Linked DNA regions of Mus musculus: all the other regions are linked to region 2. The links are chromatin contacts, called in public HiChIP or PLAC-seq and promoter capture Hi-C maps. All regions are on one chromosome and are shown on one strand. The core of a region is the stretch at or near the end of the contact, and the rest is flanking DNA. Distances in the headings are between cores, read along the strand shown.

Evidence for each region. HiChIP or PLAC-seq counts read pairs in DNA pulled down with a chosen protein or histone mark. Capture Hi-C pulls out chosen DNA fragments and counts their contacts.
Region 1: a contact with region 2 is called in an H3K27ac HiChIP or PLAC-seq map of embryonic stem cells, with 4 times the contacts expected there. The contact joins the promoter of Rhebl1 here to the promoter of Ccdc65 in region 2. A contact is called at or near these places in 2 of 39 promoter capture datasets (embryonic stem cells and hippocampal neurons), 4 of 115 datasets of contacts at active chromatin or transcription factors (the SCID.adh cell line, embryonic stem cells and pancreatic cancer cells) and 1 of 9 other capture datasets (pancreatic islet).
Region 3: a contact with region 2 is called in a promoter capture Hi-C map of liver. The contact joins the promoter of Lalba here to the promoter of Ccdc65 in region 2. A contact is called at or near these places in 3 of 39 promoter capture datasets (embryonic stem cells, frontonasal cranial neural crest and hematopoietic stem and progenitor cells), 1 of 115 datasets of contacts at active chromatin or transcription factors (embryonic stem cells) and 2 of 9 other capture datasets (liver and pancreatic islet).

What each region holds. Positions count from the first base shown.
Region 1 is chr15:98,879,887-98,882,950 of GRCm38.p6, reverse strand. It overlaps Rhebl1 (Ras homolog enriched in brain like 1), which reads left to right and starts at 1,537. Exons shown (of 8, transcript NM_026967.4): 1 at 1,537-1,801; 2 at 2,372-2,443. The coding sequence starts at 1,750. It also overlaps a transcript of Dhh not described here.
Region 2 is chr15:98,706,505-98,709,537 of GRCm38.p6, reverse strand. It overlaps Ccdc65 (coiled-coil domain containing 65), which reads right to left and starts at 1,344. Exons shown (of 8, transcript NM_153518.2): 1 at 1,002-1,344; 2 at 316-483. The coding sequence starts at 1,142.
Region 3 is chr15:98,481,323-98,484,079 of GRCm38.p6, reverse strand. It overlaps Lalba (lactalbumin, alpha), which reads left to right and starts at 1,397. Exons shown (of 4, transcript NM_010679.1): 1 at 1,397-1,544; 2 at 1,849-2,007; 3 at 2,475-2,550. The coding sequence starts at 1,409.

The DNA of each region.
Region 1 (3,064 bases), core at 288-2,787, 170 kb before region 2:
ATAGTGGGTGCGTGTGATGGAAGAGTTTGTTCACGGCAGACAGCAAACCAAAGCAGGCATGAAGAGTCCAGAATGAAGCAGAGCCAGGCATGGTGGCGCAAGCCTTTAATTCCAGCACTCGGGAGGCAGAAGCAGAGTTCGAGGCCAGCCTGGTCTACAGAGTGAGTTCCAGGACAGCCAGGGCTACACAGAGAAACCCTGTCTTGGAAAAAACAAAAAACAAAAACCAAACAAACCAGAGTGAAGCAGAGCCTTAGGAACACCGGCCACCAGCGGCCAACTTCCTAGGTTCTACCTCAACGGGATGAACCCGCTGGTTAATTTGAAGCTGTCCATGACATACATACTTGTCTCCCTAAGGTTTTGTGCATATGTGTGTGTGTGCATGTGTGTGTGTGTGTTCTGGGGACTGCAAACAAGGCTGGCCTCATGCAGCTCCAAACTCTGAATAAATTTAAATGCCAGGAAAACAGATGCCATGTTTATCTCTTTTAGCAAGCCTGCAACAGTGTCTTGTCCAGAGCATGCGGAACATGGGCAACAGCCTTTTTTCTTTTTTTAGAACAAGGTCTTTTGGGCTCAAACTCACTACATAGCTGAGGCCGTAATGAGTTTGAACTCCTCCTGACCTTCTTGTCTTCACCTCTTAAATCCTTCGATTATAGACGTATGCTTTTCTTTTCCTTTTTCCCTTTTTCTGGACAAGGTCTTGGGTGGCTTGATCTTGTATAGCCCAGGCCAGTCTCAAACTCAGCATCCTCCTGCCTCAGTCAGTATTTGTTGAATAAATGAGTGTCCTGGGTATGATAAGGAAACCTAAGACTGCATACACACTGAAATAATTTCCCAAACAACAAGAACTCCAGTTCTGTGAAATCAGAGGCCTAGAACCCACCCCCACTCCTGAGAACAGGTTTCTCTGTGTAGCCCTGGCTGTCCTGAAAATCACTCTGTCAATAAGGCTGGCCTCAAACTCTGAGACATGCCCTTCTCTGCCTCTCGAGTGCTGGGATTAAATCCGTGCTTCAAGGGCCTAGAATCTTTTCAACAAAACCTCCAGCCCAAAGCCACGTGTAGTGGTGCACCCCTTTGATCCAGTACTGGGGAGGAGGAGGCAAGTGGATCCCAGTGAGTTTGAAGCCAGCAAGATCTATAGAGAGAGCTGTAGGCCAGTCAGGTTACACCAGTAAGACCCTGTCTCAAAAGCAAACACTCCAGCCGAACCACAACAGATATTTTCCTTTTCGTTTTGTATTTTCACAACAGGTGTTTTCCATCTGAGAGTCCCAGCTTCTTTGGCTAGGCAGCAAGTACCTCTAGGACCCCGGGTTCCTTTCTCTTTCTTTATGAATGAACAGGCTCAGGTCTACGCATGTGCAGCTCCCAAAGATCCCGCTCCACGTGAGGCCCGCCCTTCCCTCCTGTGGGTGACTCCGCCCTCCTCTATTCTAATAGACCAATGGGGAGCAGCATGTGGGGCGGAGCCGGGAGCCGCCCGGCTAGGTATCCCGCTCGTCTTGTCCCCTCCCCTGCCCCCCCCCCCTCGCCCAGCTCCCTTGCGTACAGCCGCTGTGTTGTGATCACGTGGGCTGCCCCGGGCGCGCGGCTTGTTTTGGTTTTCCTTGGCTTGCCGGGCGTAGCTTCAGCGAGCTACTCTTCTTCCCAGAGTCCACCTCGGCCTGCACCTCGGCTGATCTTCGGGTTCCCTCGGCCCGCACTCCTACGAGCCCCGCGGGGCGGCGTCCTGTCATGCCGCTGGTGCGCTACAGGAAGGTGGCCATCCTAGGGTACCGCTCCGTAGGTAAGTCCCCGCCCTCCCGAGAGCACGGTTGCTTTGTGGCCAGAAGAGGCGCGCTGTCGCGGAGATGTGACACGAGGACCCAATGTGGCCTGGGAAGAAGTCGGTTTTGCTGCCAGGAGATGGAAGGGTGGAGGGATGCTGGAAGAGGAGCGCGCAAGGGTTAAAGTGTACCGGGCTGTGGTTGCACCAGTCGTCCCCGCGTTGCTCTCTCTGGGAGCGGGGGTGGGATCAGTATTTGAAGGTGTGGTGGAGATCTCTGCCGGCTAGACACTTGCAAGTGTCCTTGGCCTGGTGCACTAGATCCCGGGGAATCTTTTTCAAAGGGTGAGATGGGGTGGGGCAGGAAAGGGCTTCCTGAAGCGTCACTGAATGCATCGAATCACCAAAACGTCGCGGAAATCTACTTGTTAGGATGATGGTAATAAAAGACAAAGGGTAAGCATTGCTTGGGAGCTCCCACAATCTGGGATGCTGATGTGAGGTGCCCTTTGGTCCTGGCCACAGTCCGAAAGGACAAAAGGTGTAAATATGGATGGATGACTATATTACAACAATCTTTGGTCCTTAAAGGGAAGACATCTTTGGCACATCAATTTGTGGAAGGCGAGTTCCTGGAAGGCTACGATCCTACAGTGGAGAATAGTAAGTAGTTGCATCCCCCCCCCAACACCCCCCACCACTTTGTTTTTTGTTTTGAGACAAGGTTTCTTTGTGTATCCTTGGCTGCTAGAACTAGCTTTGTAGACCAGATTGGCTTCGAATTCAGAGATCCTCCTGCCTCTGCCTCTGGAATACTAGGATTAAAGGCGTGCGCCACTACCACCTGGCATGAGTAATTTTCTTTAGTGTGAAGGGGATGGAACCTAGATAGACTGGGTGCCCTCTCAAACTCCATAATTTGAGATTTCTTTGTTGCAAAGAGGATGGTTTGTTTATAGGGTCCACTAATCAGCTCTGGGAGTCCCATTCTAGTGTCTAGAGCGTGGCGTTTGTGCCGTTCTAGACCAGGATAGTATAGATCAAGAGGTTCTCAGTCTCTGAGTTGAGACCCCATTTGCAACCCTGTACCTCCAAAAATATGTACATTGCGGTTCACGACGATAGCGAAATCATAGCTATGAAGTAGCAACAAAAATAATTTTATGGTTGAGGATCAAGCATTAGGAAGGTTGAGAACCACAGGTGTGGCTGAAGACAGTAAGTCAGTGTGTCACTCCTGGGGTCAGGACTGTATCGGAACACACATCACTGGGACCACAAAGC
Region 2 (3,033 bases), core at 95-2,594:
AGCCATCCCCGCCTGCTCTCTGGAGAGAGTGCATACTTTTTTTTTTTTCCCTTTTTCCTTTTCCTTTTCCTTCTTTTTTCCCTTTTCCCTTTCCCTTTTCTTTTTTCTTTCTTTCTTTCTTTCTTTCTTTCTTTCTTTCTTTCTTTTTTTTTTTGGGGGGGGGTCTTTTTGAGACAGGGTTTCTCTGTGTAGCCCTGGCTGTCCTGGAACTCACTCTGTAGACCAGGCTGGCCTTGAACTCAGAAATCCACCTGCCTCTGCCTCTCGAGTACTGGGATTAAAGGTGTGCGCCACCACGCCCGAGAGGGTGCATACCTTGATGACGCTGTCCTTACAGTCCACCACGCGTTCAAAGGTCTGGCTGAGGATCTCGATGTCTTGGTGAAGCTCTCTGGTCTTCACCTCCCTGAGGATGGTTCTCCACTGCGTGTTAATCTTATTAAGGTTTAGAGCGCTGTTGTGTTCTTCTTTGGCCAACTTGTCCTGAGGGAGGAGTAATCACATGCGTTTCAGCCAAGGCGAAAGGTCCACCTCGGTGCTATCGATACCACGCTGAAAAATACCAGTCCCCGTGTATTCTCACAAACAAAGCCCTTGGCAGCCAACACTCGGGGGCTCCTGTTTGTGGTTTCCAATGAATGGGTTCCCTTCAGGGTGAAGCATCAGAGAAGAGTTTCTAACGACCCCACTCCAGACCCAACCTCAGAATTCAAGACAGCTGAATTTGGACACCTGACAGCATCCACTGTCCTAATTCTGGGGGCTCGGTTGATACTGCCAAACTCAATTCTCCCCTCCCCCATGTTTCACAGAGAATGCCCTAGGCAAAAACCAATGTTGTCTGAAGCCCATGTATTTTGGGACCAAGGACTTCAGAGGGATAGGAAAGGATGAAAATGAGCCTGCCACAAGGACGCGACCCCAGGCAACGGTACCAGTGCATGGGCGGTGGGTTTGGGGGTTTGGGGGTTTGGGCAGGACACACTGCAGACGAGCATCACCTTCAAGAACTGGGTGAGGAGTCTCTCTTTCTTCTTGGCTGCCTCTTCGTCAGCCAGCATCTTTTGCTGAAATATAAGCAGCTGATCTTCCTCGGACAGGGGTGCCTTGGGCAACTTGGGCTTTTTTCCTTTTTTAGACATGGCTGGGCTGCGGACTGGGTCCGGGCAAGGAGCCTCTGCCTGCTGCTACGAGCCACTTGTGAGGAATTAGAAAGAAAAACTTCCCATAGACAGGGAGGGACCTTCTGGAGCTAAGGTAATGGGGCCTTAGACCTCTGTCCTCCACGCCAAGAGTGCTCAGGCGACACCCGACTCCCAGCTGGAGAACAGAAAGACGCATCTTGTCTCCTAGCAACAAGGACCTTCGCTAAGACCGCGGGGTGAGAAATAGGGAGGCAGCATTACTTCAGCGCCCCCTGCATGCCGGAGGACCGCAGTCAGTTCTTTTAAGTAGGCTTTTTTTTTTTTTTTTTTTTTTTTTAAATCAAGAACCCTAGTCTCTCTTAAAAAAATAATAAATGTCTTCAAATAGTTTTTCCATTTTACTTTTTAATTTGGTGTATGCCTGGTTTGTCCACGTGTGTGTCTGAGCACCGTGCGCATGCCTGGTGCCTGCAGAGGTCAGAAGACAGCATCGGATTTCGTAGAACAGGTCAAAACCACTTACACATACATACAAATAATGAGATGGTTCACTGGGTAAGGGAGGTACTGCCAAGCCCAATGGTCTGAGATCACAAGCACCTGGAACCCCAGTTTCAGGAGATCAAAACACGCCTTTCTGGCCTCGGTGGACGCTGCATTAACGTGCACAAACACACATACACATAAAATATTTAAAAATATTTTGTAAATTGTCTCCTTAGTGATAGAGAGATGGCTCAGAGGCAAAGAGCACTTGCCACTCTTGCAGAAGACCTGGGTTTGGTTCCTAGCACCCACATGGGCAGCTCATGACTGTTCATAACTCCAGTCCCAGGGGATCTGACTCCCTCATCTGACCTCTGTGGACATGGGGTAGACACATGGTCCACACATATACATGCAAGAGAAACGCAAATACACATAAATAAATCTTACTAAAAAATTAAGACAGTGTTTCAGTGTAGCCCTGGATGGCCAGAAACTCACTGTATAGATAGAAATCCATCTACTTCTGCCTCGCCCCACATCCCCCACCCCCAGTGCTTGGATCAAATGTAGGAGTCATCACTTCCAGCTTAAATTTGTTTCTCTCTCTCTCTCTCTCTCTCTCTCTCTCTCTCTCTCTCTAAATGTGTGAGTGCTTCATTTGCATGTATACCTGCTTGCCTGAAGAAGGCATCAGACCCCATGACAGATGGTTGTGAGTTGATGGGAATTGAACTCAAGATCTATGGAAGAGCAGCCAGTGTTCTTAACCGCTGAGCCATCTTTTCAGCTCCTTTTTTAAAAAAGATTTATTTATTTATATGTAAGTACACTGTAGCTGTCTTCAGACACTCCAGATGAGGGAGGTTGTGAGCCACCATGTGGTTGCTGGGATTTGAACTCCGGACCTTCGGAAGAGCAGTCAGGTGCTCTTACCCACTGAGCCATCTCACCAGCCCTCTTCAGCTCCTTAAAAAAAATTTTTTTTTAACCCTACTTTTCAAGGGCAAAATCTGTGGCTAACAAAAAGATGTACACCAGTGCACACTCCCTCCTAGGAATATCTGCACCTGAAGCAGCATCGAAGCCCCCAATCACACACTGTGACCTCCAGGCAGCCAGCTGTGCCCTTCTCATGCCTGCTCTTCAGTCTTCTGTCTCTCTCTTGTGTCTCTGTCTGTCTGTCTGTCTGTCTGTTTTTCTGTCTCATCAGTAAGCCAGCTTTTCCTCACTCTGACTCATCCTGGAATTCTTTTCTGTGGTAGACATAGCCAAGAGGACCTGAGTTAGAAGAAGTCCCCATAGCTTCCCCGGAGCCTCCTTAGGCTGCTCTGATCACATCACTGAGCTGTAGTCCCTGCTGGCGGTGACAGTATTATTGTGAATGTTATATGAGACATTT
Region 3 (2,757 bases), core at 148-2,647, 230 kb after region 2:
CACACGAGTTTCAGTCATGCTGTGTTATACACTGGTTACACTGTGTAGAGGGGGATGGGGTTGAACAGAGAAGAGTGTCTCTGTCTCTGAAGATTTACAGATAATAACCAGTTGGAAGACTTCCAGTTTATAAGTCTTAGGTGGCTTGGTTAGGATGGAGACCTCGGGAGACGTCAAAAAAAAAAAATCAGGTTCATAAAATGAGCACAGGCAGGAAGGAGGGAAAGGATTATTGATGCCATGAGTGTAGTACTCCATGACAGAAAATTACAGGAATTATTTGAAACTAGTACCTGGCCCTGACTTGCTTAGGGGAGATACCTATTATAGCTTACCCAGGACCCTTTCCTGTCTGTGGCCAACCTTCGCTATCAAGGACCACTTACCCAAGAACAATGTTGCTATGAACAATGTTGCTATGAACAATGTTGCTATTAACAATGTTGCTATGGAATTAGCCTTGGATTGACACAATGTCTTAGTGACACCAAAAAGCATCTAGCTAGTTATGGCAGAGGCGATTGAGGGCAGGGCGCTTGGCAGTTTCTCTCTCTCTCTCTCTCTCTTTCTTTTTATTTTTCTTTTTTTGTTTTTTTGAGACAGGGTTTCTCTTTGTAGCTCTGGCTGTCCTGGAACTCACTCTGTAGACCAGGCTGGCCTCGAACTCAGAAATCTGCCTGCCTCTGCCACCCAAGTGCTGGGATTAAAGGCGTGCGCCACCACTGCCCGGCGCTTGGCAGTTTCTTATAGAACAGCTAGATATTTTTACACAAAACTTTTCACATTATCTATCTCCCTCCATAGGAAGTCTTGGGATCCAAGTAGTAGTTGAGTCTCATGCTAAATGCCACCATGTTCCATCCCTTTTCCCAAGGCTCTCAGTTATGAGTCTCCATATCAAGGGGCTTTCCTGGACTTTGTCCTATGGCTAGGTTGGACAGACAAATATCACCTTTGATCCTAGGATGTGATACATCCCCTTTCCACGTTCTGTATGTGTTTAGGGGTAAGCATGGAGTTGGCTGTAGCCAACTGTGTTTTCCAGTCACCTCCCTTGTATTGTCTCTGAAGCCTCCTTTGTTCCAAAAGTAGGTTAAGGAAATCCTGCTTCCTGGAAGCAGCCCTAAAAGAAATGAAGGTTTACCAGAGCCAAGTGAGAAGCTGGGTCATGTGTGGAATTATGTGGGAAGAAAACAATACTTGGTATTGACTGGATGCAGGAGATGGGGGGAGGGTGGCAGGATGGAGGGAGGCTGGCAGGCTCAGGGTTTCTATTTTGGCATAAGCATCTCTTCATCATTGTCTTCCTAGAGAGAAGGCCCGGTGCCAGGAGGCCAGAGGCCTTCTTCATACATAAAAGCAGATGAAGTGAGCGGTGTCTGCATTACAAGGTCCAGGAGCAGTCAAAATGATGCATTTCGTTCCTTTGTTCCTGGTGTGTATTTTGTCGTTGCCTGCCTTTCAAGCCACAGAGCTTACAAAATGCAAGGTGTCCCATGCCATTAAAGACATAGATGGCTATCAAGGCATCTCTTTGCTTGAATGTGAGTTCATACTACGTCCCTGCTTCCTTCCATTCCCACCTCTCCCTTCTCCTCCTTCTCTGTCTCCTCGTGGTGTGGTCTCGTACCTCTTCTTGTTCTGTCTTGACCTCTTGTATTCAATTACTTCTCCTGCCCTGCCTGTCTCCCATTGTCTGGCCTTTCTCATTTCACCAAGATAATCTGGACTTCACCACTTTTGGAGATTGGTTGGGAAGCCCCCCCCCCCCCCCCCCCGGGAAACCAGTGTTTCAATTATGGTACTCTGAGACATCTCTGAGAAAGTTCTTTCTTCTGTCTCCCTCAGGGGCCTGTGTTTTATTTCATACCAGTGGCTACGACACACAAGCTGTTGTCAACGACAACGGCAGCACAGAGTACGGACTCTTCCAGATCAGTGACAGATTTTGGTGTAAAAGTAGTGAGTTCCCCGAGTCGGAGAACATCTGTGGCATCTCCTGTGACAGTGAGTATCCTCTTTCACCACACTCTTCTGTATCTCTACAGCCTGCCTCCGAGTCCTCCCAGGCAGCCTCCTTGTTGGTACCCAGCATGTCTCAGGTGTGCTGGGTACCATATGACTTGAGATAGCAGTGCTTAGTAAGAACCTGGTCACTGGTCATGATCTCCACATGCCCAGAGAGTCCCCTAAGGTTCAGGGAAGGGTAGTTTGGGACACTTGTGAGTCTTGAAGTCTGATACGCTGTATTTTCAGGGCGTGATGAATCTGATGCTGTCTCGTGAGGTGTCCTAGGGAAGGGAATGGAGTTCCCATGGAGGGGAGGCATTATCAGACTGGCCGTTTCATATAGAAAGTCTCTAGGCCAAACCTTCAACTCAGAACCAGTTCCCCTGACTCTGGGGCCAGAGGAACCAGTCCACTGAGCTGTACTTCTTATTTGTCTTGTTCCTTCCTGCACTCTGTTATAACAGAGTTATTGGATGACGAGTTGGATGATGACATAGCGTGTGCCAAGAAGATCCTGGCTATCAAAGGAATCGACTACTGGTAAGTCGTCGTCTTTGCTCTCTTCTGACCTCCCTCTCCAGACCATTTAATTTTGGATGGAGTCTCCAAAACAAAACTCATCTAGAGTCCCAAAGGTCTACATTTAAAATGCTTCTTCGTGTCATTTTTGTGTGACAACTTCCCCGATATGAAGTTCCATGTTGGAAGACTGATGTCCAGGACTCTCTTCCCCTGGCCAGTTCTCAT